2 separate regions of the Mus musculus genome follow, and region 2 is linked to region 1. Evidence: chromatin contacts called from public HiChIP or PLAC-seq data. All regions are on one chromosome and are shown on one strand. The core of a region is the stretch at or near the end of the contact, and the rest is flanking DNA. Distances in the headings are between cores, read along the strand shown. Region 1 overlaps Slc38a10 (solute carrier family 38, member 10). Region 2 holds the start of Dus1l (dihydrouridine synthase 1-like (S. cerevisiae)).

What was found. HiChIP or PLAC-seq counts read pairs in DNA pulled down with a chosen protein or histone mark.
Region 2: a contact with region 1 is called in a FOXA1 HiChIP or PLAC-seq map of pancreatic cancer cells. The contact joins two enhancer-like sites.

Annotation. Positions count from the first base shown.
Region 1 is chr11:120,118,985-120,126,119 of GRCm38.p6, forward strand. The region is part of intron 10 of Slc38a10 (solute carrier family 38, member 10); the gene reads right to left. Among named protein-coding and RNA genes, the nearest start is that of Ndufaf8, 24 kb to the left of the region's middle. Within about 2 kb of position 3,272, at least 20 of the 459 cell types and tissues checked have an H3K27ac peak or open chromatin away from gene starts, as enhancers often do. A contact at or near this core is called in pancreatic cancer cells, where this site is marked.
Region 2 is chr11:120,795,580-120,802,714 of GRCm38.p6, forward strand. It overlaps Dus1l (dihydrouridine synthase 1-like (S. cerevisiae)), which reads right to left and starts at 816. Exons shown (of 14, transcript NM_026824.4): 1 at 564-816; 2 at 1-144. The coding sequence starts at 134. Within about 2 kb of position 4,617, at least 211 of the 459 cell types and tissues checked have an H3K27ac peak or open chromatin away from gene starts, as enhancers often do. A contact at or near this core is called in pancreatic cancer cells, where this site is marked.

The DNA.
Region 1 (7,135 bases), core at 2,022-4,521:
TGGGAGACAAGCTTCTTGAAAAACTCCAATTACAGGTCAGGTGTGATGGCACATGCCAATAATCTCAGCACTCAGGATGTGAGTCAGGGGATCCCTGAGTTCGAGGCCAGCCTGGTCTATAGAGCGAGTACCAGGACAGCCAGGGCTCTGTAGGGAGACCCTGTCTCAAAGACAAAACAGAAAGAAAAATCCCCGTTATGATCAACTTAGAAACCGAGTTCACAAAGTTCTCAAGACAGAGTAGAGTGGACAGGAGGTCCCCAGCCCCCACCTGCCCTCTACCTCTTGAGGAGAGGTGGTGAAGCCAGCTCAGAGCATACAGTCATACCGAGAAACACGTTACGCAGAAAATGAAGATCGACTAGACAGGGACTTGTACAGTTGTAGGACAAGGCTGGAGTGTATTCCAACTACAATCCATGGGACCCAGAAACAGGCTCAGTCCATCCTACCTTGGGTGCCCCCAACCCCCCACTCTGAAAAAGATGCTGACTCCTGCTCCACAGAGCACAGGCCAGCAGGATGCACAATCAACTCATTTCTTCAGACCAATACAACAGGCTCTGCATGCTATAAGGATATCTACTGGCCACCAGCATGCTACACACCCAGCCTCGTCTTACTGCTTGGACTCACCCCCTACGCACACTTGTCAGCTGCTGGCTCCAAGGGCCCCGCCCCAGGCCAGCCTCGCCCACTGTCACACACTCACCCTCTCCTCTGAGGCAGCAGAAGACCCCAGGCAAGAGCTCCAGATCTGCTCAGCTTGAGGGAGCCATGGAAACAACAAGGCTAAAGACATCTAACTACGTGCTTGCCTGTGGTGGCAGCCTGCGCAGAGTGTGCACCCATTAACAGGCAGGCACCTAACTGAAGCTCTTGGCGACATTTTTGCCACAGCCAGAACAGAACATACCCAAAGAATACTAAGTGCTACTGACCACAGGTACGAAGTTTCTTTAGTGAGTGCAAACAAGCAGGAACATACATCTTGGGTAGTGTGGGAAGCCCAGGGTCCCAAACTGTCCCTGAGCTGTACTGGGCTGTGGGTCGGTATGCGGACTGCCACCGTGTGTGTGATGCAGTGCTAACAGCTCCTTTGGAGTTCTGAGTTCCTTTCCAGTCCTGTCAGCTGCAAGGCAGGCTAGAGAGTCAGGGACGGGGAGCCAGCCCAGGGTAGCCTCAGGCCCAGGGAGAAGACCCAGCTAGCCTCAGAGTTAGCCCGGCTCCCAGAGCTGTGCCTCAGCTTCCTGCAGCGGAAGAGCTGCTTTTGAAGCAGGGATCTTGGTCGATAAGCAGGATCCGGTGTGCCAGACATCTGATTTCAGAGCACCCTGCTGACTGCAATTCTGGCATCGATCCATCTTAATGTAGTCCAGAGCCAGCCAGGAAAAGACACAAATCCACCCCCTACAGTGCAGCTCAGGTTTGGAAAATACAGGGGTCTGAGCAGGGACACAGTCCATAAACATCCTATCTCCCCCCATCCCTCAAGGAGCTCCACAGTGGCCCCCCGAAGAGCCCTAACTCCTAACACTGTAGAGCCCTAGGACTGGGCAGAGAACACACCTTTCTGTCCTGGACAAAACGGTCCATACACGAGTTCTAGAGACAGAACATATACCCAAGGCCAGGCTCAGTAGAGCACCTTGATTCTGATACCAACAGTACCAACGGTGCCGTGTGGGTAAGCGGGTCCCCCTGCCTCAGGCACCTCACTCTAGCAGACTACAAGACAGGCACTGACCTGCTGAGAGCTCATTGCTATGTGCGCAGGTGTGTGCCACTCACACTTGCCCAAGATCAGCTGATTCCAAAGTGGGGCCAGCAGAGCCTTTTTTCCTGGAAGAATCCACTACTCTTGCAAGCGTCCCTGGGACTGCAGTGCCCCCTGCTGGTTTCATAGCAGGAGATCCTCAAACAGCAACCCACAAGGCCAGCCAGCCTCACTAAGGGTTAGAGACAGAAAGCAACTGCTGGGTGAAGCTAGGTTTTTGTTGCCGTTCACTGGGCCACTGTCATGCTTTCTCATCACCCTTCCTTCACGCACCCTCGCATCCTCGCACTAGCTGCCCACCAGCCTTTTCTGGCTCTTTGTGAGGCCCCCGAGCAGAGAGCAAACACCGCACTGAGCCAAACGTTCAATTGACCGGAGGAGCTGGCTCAGCTTGTCCCTTCCTTCTGCAGGAGCAGCTGGGACAGGGCCTGGTTCCTGCCTCTCAGACCTGGCCACACTTCCAGAGAATGTTTTTCACAGTATGGAAGCTACCACGTGCCCCAGTCAGCCCAAATGACCACCTGGCTGAGGACAGCAGCACAGAGGACTCACGGCAGAACTGCAGTATCTTCCTACCTCAGTCAGAGAGGAGTTCAAACATTCACGAGCCTCGGGAAGGAAAGGTTAGACCAGGTCATGGCTCAATTGGTAGACACCTGGTGCGCTACACGTGAAGCCTTAGGTCAGATCTCTAGCACTACCTGACACCTGAGAGACAGAGGCAGGCCCAGCTGAAGCTCAAGGACATCTTTGGCTATGTGGAAGGTTTGAGGCCAGCCTGGGCTACACAAGACCCTGTCTCAAAGGCCAGGCAAGCAAATGCAGCAGGTGCCATGGCGTTGTGGTGGTGAGAGAACAGAGGGGAGAGACCAGCAGCAGACTGTAGGCCAACTAAGTGAGCAACCAGGCATCTACTCTGTGAGCCACCATGTGGGTGCTGAGAACCCGACTCAGGTTCTCGGGAAGATAAGGAAATACTCTTACACGTTGAGTTAAATCCCCAGCCCAAGAAAATCTTTCTTCCTTTAAATTTTACATTTATAAATGTTATGTGTATGAGGGCTTTGCCTTCACAAGTGTGCACCACATGCCTGCCTCACGCCCCCTGAGGTCAGAGGTTATAGATGGCTATGAACTACCATGCAGAAGCAGGTCTCCTTCAAAAGCCACTGATTCTCTTAACTGCTGGGCCAACTCTCCAGCCCCAAGAAAGTCTCTCTAACTAGAATCCCCTCCCATCCTACCCTCCCCCACACAGCCGAGGTTAAACAGTAGGATCTGACAAACTAGTAAGCTCATATGCCACCCAACAGGCAATGAGTTAACCTCACTGCCAAGCTGCCACATCAAGTCCTGCGGAAAGCTGGTATTGCACGTTTTCCCCATATACCTACAGCACTAGGTGAGAACACTGAGGTCACCCGGCTGGCGACACGGGCAACAACTCCAGGGAGCAAGGTAAGCACTCAGGGAAAGGCCACAGTCTAGACTCCAGAGTGACTCACCAGGCTGGGCACTGAGAACTGGAGCATAGGCTCCAGCGGCCACAGCCTGAGGGAGAGCACAAAAGCCCATGCAAGCATGATGCCGGCGTGTGCCGCTTTCCTCAAGTACGAGCCAGGGGAGAGCAGAGCACAGAGGGAGCACAGCAGCTGCCAAGATGAGAGTGATGATGCCAAGATGAAAGGCAGCGAGAATCGGCAACATGAGATCCGAGGACCAAGGGCACACTGAACCCAAGTTTATCCCAGCTAGCTACAGCCTCTGCCCATGACCTCACAAGGCACACCGGAGGTGGGGGTGGGGGTGGGGTCACACCGCTCAGAACCTCTGTCGTTTCCTAAACATGACTGAAAAGTACTAAGCATGCCAGGAGACAGGACTAAACCACAGAACACTAAGGAGCAAAAATGGAACATCAGTCAGAACTGAGGGCAGCTGCTCCTAGATTTACAATGGGGTTATACCTTGATAAACCCAACGTAACTTGAAACTACCTAAAGTTGGAAACAATGGCCTCAGTCTCCTCTCTGTTGCTGTGATGAACACCCTGACAGCAGCACCTAGGGGAGGAGGGGTTTACTTTGGCTCATAGTTTCAGGGTACAGCTCCCCATAACAAGAAAGGCACGGGAGCAAGAGCCGTCGGCAGCTGCTCAGCTGTATCCTGGGCAGGAAGGAGAGGGAGACCCTTGCTCAGCTCACTTCTAGGGTCCATGATGCCCCAACCAGAGATGGTCCTGGCTCACTACTAGAATGAGTATCTCATTTGATTGGGAATGAAGATAACCCCTCACAATCTAGCCCACCATCTAGTGCCTGGAGGCTTGTCTCTCAGGTGATCAGAGGTGCTGTCAAGCAGAAGATTAGCACTAACCAACATGCCATCTCTCGTCTTTTCTTTTTCTTCTAAGACAGAGTTTCTCTGTGTAACCCTGGCTGTCCTGGAATTTACTCTGAAGACCAGGCTGGCCTCGAACTCAGAGATCTAGTAGCCCCTGCCTCCTGAGCTCTGAAATTAAGGACGTGCCCATCACCACCCCAGCTGCCATCCCTAGTGTCAAGTGTCACTGACTTCTGAGAGTGGGCTAGAAGGGAGTTACAGCTTGTCATTGCCGCCCAGTGCCACAAGAGCTTCCACAGCACTGACTTGAGAAGGTCGAATGTCCATGTACGGCATCTACTGAGTGAACTTCACACCACTGTAAAGTCAAAGAGCTGTGTAGGCCTGGGGTCGTGAGAAACCGTCCATAACAGAAGCAATAATGATGCTGAGGGCTGTGAGGCAGCTCAGTTCATAAAATGCTTGCTGTATAAACACGACTATCTGAGTTTACACACACACACACACACACACACACCCTGCACGCACACACACACTCCAACCCCAACCCCATGTCAATAAGTAATAGCCTGGGGTGGATGGAACTGCCTTTAATCCCAGCAATCAGGAGGCAGAGGCTGCCTGGCCTACATAGTGAGTTACAAGACAGTCAAGGTTACATGGTGAAATTCTGTTTCATAAAAAAAAACCAAAAAAACAAAAAAACAAAAAAAACAACAAAAAAACAAAGCCAAGCAGTGGTGGCACACATCTTTAATCTCAGCACTTGGGAGGCAGAGACAGGTGAATCTCTGCGTTCAAGGCCAACCTGGACTACCTCTAGACCTGGGCTACACAGGAAAACCCTGTCTTAAAAACATAAAAGACAAATGGAAAGTTTAGCCTAAGTCAGTGGGTGTACCAGTCAAGAACTTGACTCTGCAGGTAGCAGGTAGAGTGCCACACCCCTTACACATGACCCGCACACCAGAGTATTAGCAGGAGAAAGAACAGAGACGTTCGTTTATCGCTCTTCTTGTTGCTGTAACAAAGCACCAGACAAAAGCAGCTTCAGCTCAGAAAAGACACGGCAGTGGCGGGGACGTGGGGTGGTGCGGGAGCGTGGGGTGGCTGGTCACACTGCATGAGTGGTCAGCAAGTAGAGATGAACCCTGGTGCTCTGCCACTCATTCCTCTCTGGTTGGCCCGGACCTCAGGCCCTGGGACGGTAGTTAGAGTGGCTCCTCCCATATCACTCAAGCCCAGGCAGCCACGTCCAGAGGGTTGTCTCCTACATGACTCTAGATCCTGTTGACAAACAATATTAATCATCACAGCCACACAGTCACACCAAACACAAAACAAACCAAGCCGAAGAGTGGGAAAGCCAACCTGAGCAGAGCAGCGTAAGCGGCTGTGAAACCAGTTAGGGACAGGATCTCCACACATAGGGGGTGGGCGCTTCGCAAGGCAAAGCATCGGCTAACAGCACAGCCTCACACTGAAAGGCAGGCCCAAAGCAAAGGACATGAAACTACAATCAGGAATTACTGTACCTTTCTCAGAACTAATAAGATTTTAAAAAATAAGTACAAAAATACCCAGTTTGTGACTTTAGGCCCAAGCATTCACAGAACATGCCACACATCAGACCATGAAGCACACTTTAACCAACGGCAAGGAGCTGAAACTCTCCAATATACATTCAAAGAGTTACTGAAAACCCCCAAATATCTGGAAACTGTTATGGCTTGGATTTGAAGCATCCCACTAAAGGTTCCAGTGTTGCATGTTCGGTCTCCGACTGGAAAAAACGGTCACTGAGGGAGAACGGGGTCCCAAAGGGGATGAAGCAATCCACTGACACTGTGGCACCATGGAGGTGGTGTTCCTCCATCTGGCCTGTTCTCTCTGCTCCTGCGATGCCAAAGGTGAGAGGCCCTGGCACACACTGCCATCTCTGTAACATCATCACCATACCTCATACATAAAAATGGGACCAAGGACCACACCAAAACTCTGAAACTGTGAGCCCAAATCAATCTTTCCTAAGTCTCCCTCAGGGGCGTTTGTCACAGTGATGAAAAGTCTATGAGGCTGTGGGCAAGAGAAGACGCCAGTGGGAAGAATCAAATACTGTGCGGAGCTGGGGCGATGGCACAGTTGCTAGGAGTACACGCCTTGCTTCAGTTCCCAGCACCCATGTCAGACAGCTCACAATACCCTGTTATTCCATTTCCAGGGGAGGCAAGACCTCTGGCCTCTGCTCACACTTGCACTCAAACATACAAACCTATATATATATATATATATATATATATATATATATATATATATATATATATATACACACATAATTCAAAATAAAATAAATCTTTAAAAACATTAGGAAAATACTGTCAGTTGGAGGTGCTATCACCTCTACAATCTAGTCAGCAATGACAAAATGTCAGCAATTATTCTGGAGCAGGTCAAGCATGCAGAGGAGCTCTGACGGCGAGGAGCACTGACAGCAAGGAGCACAGACAAGGAGCACCTTGAGAAGGAGAGAGTGTTTGCCTCCCTGTACCAACCATGGAGGAAGAGCAGGAAGGCTCAGCACATAAAGCAGGCAGAACAGGCACAGGAGGGACCAGCACACCAGTCAACAGAGGCGCCACCAAGAGCCTCAAATAGACAACAGGACACAGCAGGGGACAGTGTGGATCAACTGGACCACCACATGAGTCCTGTGTCACTTAGGTTGATCCCAAGTGGGGTGAAAGATAAAAGCCACCAGAATAGATCTTTAGAACTTGGGACAGGCAGTTATCTCTACTTTTCTTAAATAGAACCAAAAAGCACTAAGGGAAGAAAAGCCAATAAACTGGGCCAAAGCAAAACTCAGAACTTCTGTCACCAAAAGATGTCCAGTGCCACATAAAGTAACTTACACATATAACCCAGCACCTGGGCTACAAAGTCAGTTCCTGGTTCCAAAACACAGTGCCATCCTAGCAGCTCAGTGGGTTAAGGACACGTGGGTCCGTTCTCCAG
Region 2 (7,135 bases), core at 3,367-5,866, 680 kb after region 1:
TAGCATAGCTGGGCTCCATGGCGGCGGCTCAGAAGTCTCCAAGCTAGCTCACTCTGGTCCACCATGGGTGCCACCACATGTCGGGCACCCCCCAAGGTGCGGCTCCAAAACTCAAAACCCTGCAGTTTGGGCATCCTCTCCACACTAAGGGCAGAAGAGGAACAAGCGCTCATTTCAGCCATGGTATACCATCATACCCCAGGAGGGTACGAAGTTCAACTCCAGGAGCTGACCGCTCTCGTCAGCTTTTGCTGTCGGCTCTCCCAAGAACACGGTGAAAACAAGAGAGGTATCCGTAGGCACAGGGTTGAGGTGCCCTCCCTCCACCTTTCTGGCAGTGACCCTGACATACCACTCACCCTCTCTGGACCTTCTCCCCTTAAACGCCAGCCTGGTGCAGCGGGTGTGGAGGATGAACAGGTCTGTGGGACCTGCACAGCTGAGACCACCCGGCTGCACGAGGCCTGACGCCGCCTCGGATCTTGGGTTGGGAGAGTAGCGAGCACGTCAGCCTCCACGGCTCCTTTCCTGGTCGGGCCCAGAGCCCCCTGAGCTGCCCCTACCTAACCCCTGGGCTGGCTGGGGCCCGAGACCGCCACCGGACGTCCACGGGGCTTGAACTAGGACTACTTCCCGCACCGTCGGAGTTGGCCAGGGCTCGATGAAGGTCTGTGACTGCGGGCACGCTCCAAAGAAAGGGGCACACAAGGCCCCGTAGCCTCTGCCTGACCCGCGGCGCCGCCAGCAGGACCCGCACGAAGGCGGCGGGAGCCGCCAAGCGCCGTGGCTCAGACTCAGCGCAACGCCGCCGGAAGTGCCGGAGCCGGAAGCGTACTGCCAGGCGCTCCGCACCGTCTGCGGTGCAGCAAAAAATAAAGTCCTCGGAAACTGCAGCTCAGCGCTGAAGGGACCGGCCTTGTGGAAACGAGAGAGTTGAGCAAGAACAGACTGCGCATGCCCGGGGTCACGCTGTCCCTTCCAGACAATTGGCACTCGGAGGCCTTTCCTCCCACCTCTATCCCCCAACCCACCTCCGCAATCCAGGAGCAGCCCTTGGTTCTGCAGACACAAGACGTAAATTTAGTACACCACCACAATAGGAAACGAGATAAAGAATTATTACTTCAGATCCTGGGTAGAAAAGGCTACAGCAGGCCAGGCCTTTGTCGAGTAATGAGTCGCTTGCTAGAGGGAAGGAACATGCATAAAGAGATATGGGGCCGGGCAGTGGTGGCTCATGCCTTTAATCCCAGCACTTAGGAGGCAGAGGCCTGGCAGATTTCTGAGTTCGAGGCCAGCCCGGTCTACAGAGTGAGTTCCAGGACAGCCAGGGCTATACAGAGAAACCCTCCCCAGCTCTCAAAAACAAAAATAAAAAAAGTTCTCTCCTAAGTTCTTTTTGTCAGGGTATTTTAAACAGGAAACCAAACTATGGCCGTAAACTGTTACTGTTTTAATAGTAGTGATGTATTTCACTGAGAGAGATCTACCAGACTCTGCCTCCCAACACAGAATTCAAGGCCTGAACCGCCATGTCTGAGTTGTTTGACCACTCTTTAATCCTTCTACACTGCTTCCATGCACCTCGAGTTTTCAGAATCCAGAGTTTGTATCGTGCAACTCACATGCTTCCAGCCTTTCCCTCTGTGGTCAGACTTCCAACTCCACAAACCATTGAGTCCTGCTCTCCAGCCTTGGAACAATTGCTGATACATACTTTATAATGATATATGTATGTATAATGATACATGTATAACGGTATAATGATATAATGTAATATATATGCATTACTCAAGCCATTTATGATACTTTAATTTTCTGCCTTGTAAGGAAATGACAGGAAGCTGGGTGGTGACACCACACCTTTGATCCCAGCACTCAGGAGGCAGAGGCAGGAGCAGCTCTGTGAGTTGGAGGCCAGCCTGATTTAGATCAGAGCTAATTCAGGATAGCCAGGGCTACACAAAGAAACCTTATCTCGAAAAATAAAATAAAAAATAAATAAAGTAAATAAGAGGGGCAGGAGAGATGGCTCTGAGGTTAAGAGTACTAGTTGCTCTTCCAGAGGTCCTGAGGTCAGTTCCCAACACCCACAAGGCAGCTTACAACTGTCTGTAACTATAGTCTTATGGTTTCCAATGCCCTCTTCTTTTTTTTGGGGGGGGGGGGTTTCGAGACAGGCTCCCAATGCCCTCTTGTGTGCAGACATACATACCGATAAAACACCATATACAAGCCGGGCATGGTGGTGCACGCCTTTAATCCCAGCACTAGGGAGGCAGAACTCTGAGTTCGAGGCCAGCCTAGTCTACAGAGTGAGCTCCAGGACAGCCAAGGCTATACAGAGAAACCCTGTCTCAAAAAACCAAAAACCAACCAACCAACCAAAAGACCCACCATATATATATATATGTATATATATATATTCATACATATATATATATATATATATATAAACTAATTAATTTTTTAAAAAAACAAAGAAAATGAAAGAAGAAACTGCACAGCCACAAGCGGACATGACCCACAGCCGGACATGACATGATGGTGCACACCTTGAATCCCTCCAGGTCCCTGGCAGGCGGATCTCTGAGTTCACGGACAGCCTGGTTTACAGAGTGAGTTCCAGGACAGTCTGGGGTACACAAAGAAACCCTGTCTCAAAAAAGCAACACACACACAAAAAAAGTATGCCCCTTACATTTATCCACTTACAGTGTTATGGTCTGACACCTCAGGACAGCTGTAGCCAGTCTGTCCCATGTCTGCCAGCTATTTCATATTGTTGCTGTAACATGCCTCTCAGTCATTGACACAGAGAAGTGACTTGGCGTAGACGGAGAACATGCTGACCACATATCCTGCTTTGTTCTGAATGTTCTGTATGTGGTTTGCTAATCTTAAGAATTCCACGAAGCTTTGTGTAAGACCTATCAAATCAAAGGTCAATAGGAATTGCTATGTCTAAAATATCTTAAGTAAGAACTTCCTGCACCTGTGTGTGAATTCACTGTGGTTTTTTTTTTCCCCTTATAAGATGACAGAAAAATATGCCCATTGTCATTGTTCAGATAATTCTGAGCTATGTCCTTGCTCTGACCAGTTTCTGGGTGTGCATTCAATAAACTATTCTTGCTTAACTGAAGTCAGTGTTCACATGGTTTGTGCGGTGATTCTTGAACCCCAAGGATAGCAGTTCTGGCACTCTTGATCTTGTCTATAGATCTGAGCTTCTACCTGGTACAATTGCCCCTTGAGCTAAAGTTTCTTCTTCTTCTTCTTCTTCTTCTTCTTCTTCTTCTTCTTCTTCTTCTTCTTCTTCTTCTTCTTCTCCTTCTCCTTCTCCTTCTCCTTCTCCTTCTCCTTCTCCTTCTCCTTCTCCTTCTCCTTCTCCTTCTCCTTCTCCTTCCCCCTTCCCTCCTCCTCCTCCTCCTCCTCCTCCTCCTCCTCCTCCTCCTCCTCCTCCTCCTCCTCCTCCTCCTCCTCCTCCTCCTCCTCTTCTTCTTCTTCTTCTTCTTCTTCTTCTTCTTCTTCTTCTTCTTCTTCTTCTTCTTCTTCTTCTTCTTCTTCTTCCTCCTCCTCCTTGTTTTTTTTTGAGACAGGACAGGGTTTCTCTGTGTTGCCCTGGCTGTCCTGGAACTCAGTCTGTAGACCAGGCTGGCTCAAACTCAGAAACCCACCTGCCTCTGCCTCCCAAATGCTGGGATTAAAAGCATGGGCCGGGCTGGTGAGATGGCTCAGTGGGTAAGGGCACCCGACTGCTCTTCCGAAGGTCAGGAGTTCAAATCCCAGCAACCACATGGTGGCTCACAACCATCTGTAACGAGATCTGACTCCCTCTTCTGGAGTGTCTGAGGACAGCTACAGTGTACGTACATTAAAAAAAAAAAAAAAAAAAAAAAAAGAGTGTGGGCCACCACTGCCCAGCCAAAAATATCTCTGTCTTTATAGATCTGCGAGATCAATAGTCTCAGTTTCCCTTGTTTATAAATCTCTGAAACCAAAAAACTAAGAAGAAGGGAAGAAAGAAAACAAAAGCAAACAAAGAAAGAAAAGACAAGGAGACAACAGCTGGACTTGGTTACACACACTTGTAGTTCCAGCCAGCCTGGAACTCTCCATCCTCCTGAGTGTTGAGACTGCAAACATGCCACCACACTTCAGCTCTGGCTGGTTTTCTTGGTGTTCTTACTCTTTGAGTTTGCTGAACTTCTTTCATCCATAAATTTTTTTTTCAGAAATATTTCAGCCATTCCTTTTTTTATTTTCCTTAACGGGGTCTCTAACCCAGGTTGGCCTTGAACTAGGTTTCTAGCTGAGGATCTGAAGATAAACTTGAATTCCTATTCCTTGGGTGTCCCCACCTGCCAAGTACTTCATTTACGCTGTGCTGGAAATCAAACTCAAGGCTTGAATGTATTGGGCAATCGCTCTACCAGCTCAGTCACATCCCCGGACCTTTCTTACTTTCCCCCCCTACGCTTCTTTTGTCTATGCAACAGCCTAAGTTTCCATTGTCGACAGAGTTTTGCCTGGAGTGCTGCTTTGTTTTCTGAGATCCCTTGGCTGAGCAAGGGCGTTCTCGGCTCTTAGGTTGGTCTGCCCCCTAGTGGAGCCTTCCAGCACTGTTTGTTAGCTGAGGCAGCACAGGCCACCCCAGCGTCAATAACTGGTGACCGGGAAGGGGCAGCCTGTGATTTCCACTCATCTCTCTTGGCAGGGACTCAGTGTCTTACTTTAAGGCTGGGTAAAGACGCTGAGGCTGGGTTCCTCTTCTTGCCTCCCCAGAGCTGAACTTCCAACATCCAGAGGGCACTTAGTGAGAAAGGATCCTGGCAGATGATTTAAGGCAGAGCTGGGTGGTGAGCCTTTGATAGTCTGTGCCCTGGAGGAGGGGCTTGTCCTTAGCTGCACCCATCTAGAGTGGAGCTTGCATCACGTGGGCAGAGAGGAGGGATGGGTCAAGGCAAGTGCCCCAACTCACTCCCTTCCTGGCAGGATTTGGTAGATTTTCCTGAACGCTGTTTCTCCTTTGGCTGAGAGTCCTCAGAACAAGTTCCAGGACTTTCAATAACTTTCTGGAGACTTCTCACCAGAAAAGGCTGCTTTGCTGGGGACAGCCCTCTGAACCCCTCTGGCCACCGGCGTGTGGGGCCTTATAGTTCAGTATGACTCACACAGATGCCCAGATGTTTTCAGGGTCTGCCAAGATGTGCCTTTGTTCCCTTCTCCAGTTTTCCTTTTTGAAACAGGGTCTCACTATGTATCCTTAGCTGGCCTGGAATTTGGTAAATCAGCCTGTTTCTGCCTCCTAGGAGCTAGGATGAAAGTGCTTGGGCGGTGTGTGCTGCTGTGCCTAGAAACAAGATCTCAACAGCAACAGCAGCTCTAAGGACTACCCCTTATGTCTCCCTCTCTCACCCATCCTTCCTAATACACAGACATGGCGTTATCATGGAGTTTTCAAACAGGGTCTCTCTCAATGGCTGACTTGGAACTTACTCTGTAGCCCAGACTAGCCTCAAACTCATGGTGGTCTTCTTGTTTCAGGCACCCAAGGATTAAAGGTGCGCTCCACCATCCTGAGCTTACCTGACTTTCCCATTTGTTGACTTGAAGTTCATGTCTCCTTTCCGTACTCATGCCTCTCTTTTGGACACACGCAGTCCATTTGTTCTGTCAGTCACATAGAGTAGATATGTAGGCCATCTCCAACATTTTTCAACTTTACATTGTTTTACAATGAATGTGTGTGTTTGTATGCACATGTGTATATGCGTGTGTATGTGTGTGTGCGTGTGTATGTATGTGCATGTGTGTGTACATGTGTATGTGTGTGCTCATGTATGTGTGTGCATGTACATATATATGTGTGTGCATGCATGTATGCATGTGTGTGTATGCAGGTATATGTGCATGTGTGTATGTGTGTATATGTGTGTGCATGTGTATAAATGTGTATATCTTTGTGTATGTGTGTTCATGTATGTGCATGCGTGTGGTGTGTGTGCATGTAAGTGTACTTGGGACACTTTCCAAGAAGTTCAAACACAGAGGTGATTTTTCTGTGTGCTGCCAAATCTCCCCCTTGAGACCCTTTGTTCTACGCCTCCCAGTCAGGTTGCTTATGCCAGTTTCCCTGTAAGCTCCACAGCACTCTGAGGTTATGTTTGCAACTGTGTCAACCTGACAGATAAGGAGCCATCCTCCTGGTTGTGATTATCATTTTTTATTTCCCTTATAATGAGAGGTTGAACATCGTTTTATATGGTTCGAGGTCTAATTGACTATTATTTTATTTATAAATCCCTTCTTAAACAGCTTCATGGAGGCATAATTAATATTTTTAAAATATATACAAAGTGGCAATTACATGTTTATAGATACCAGTATATACAAGTGAAACTGTTACAGTCAGATAATGAAAGTGTTTATCGCTACTCCCGGTTTCCCTGTGCCCTTCTCCAACTCTCTTCATCCATGACATGTTTGTTGCTTTATATGTGAACCTCTGTAGGGCTTTATTCACATGGAACTGTGTCAAGTTTTTGGTCTTTCCATGGCTGAGCAGTATACTTTTATGGAACATTCTAAAATGTGTTTCTCCATTCACCTGTTTATGAATCTGGATTGGTTTCTCCAACAGTTGCTATGAATGTTCTTGTCAAATCTTCATGTGGACAGAAGAATAAATTATTTATTTATTTTTGGTTTTTCGAGACAAGGTTTCTCTGTGTAGCCCTGGCTGTCCTGGAACTCACTTTGTAGACCAGACTGGCCTCAAACTCAGAAATCCACCTGCCTCTGCTTCCCAAGTGCTGGGATTAAAGGTGTGTACCACCACCGCCCAGCAGAGGGTAATTTATATACCTAGGAGCAGAATGGCAGATCATATATGCTTTTAAATGGATTTCATGTAGGCCAGGCTAGCCTCAAATTCTTTATGTAGCCAAGGATAACCTAGAATTCTTGATCGATTCCTCCTACCCTTCTACCCAAATGAGTGCTAGGGTTACAGATATGTGCCACTATATCTGAATTCTTTTTCTTTCTTGTTTTTTGTTTTTGTTTTTCAAGACAGGGTTTCTCTGTATAGCCCTGGCTGTCCTAGAACTCACTTTGTAGACCAGGCTGG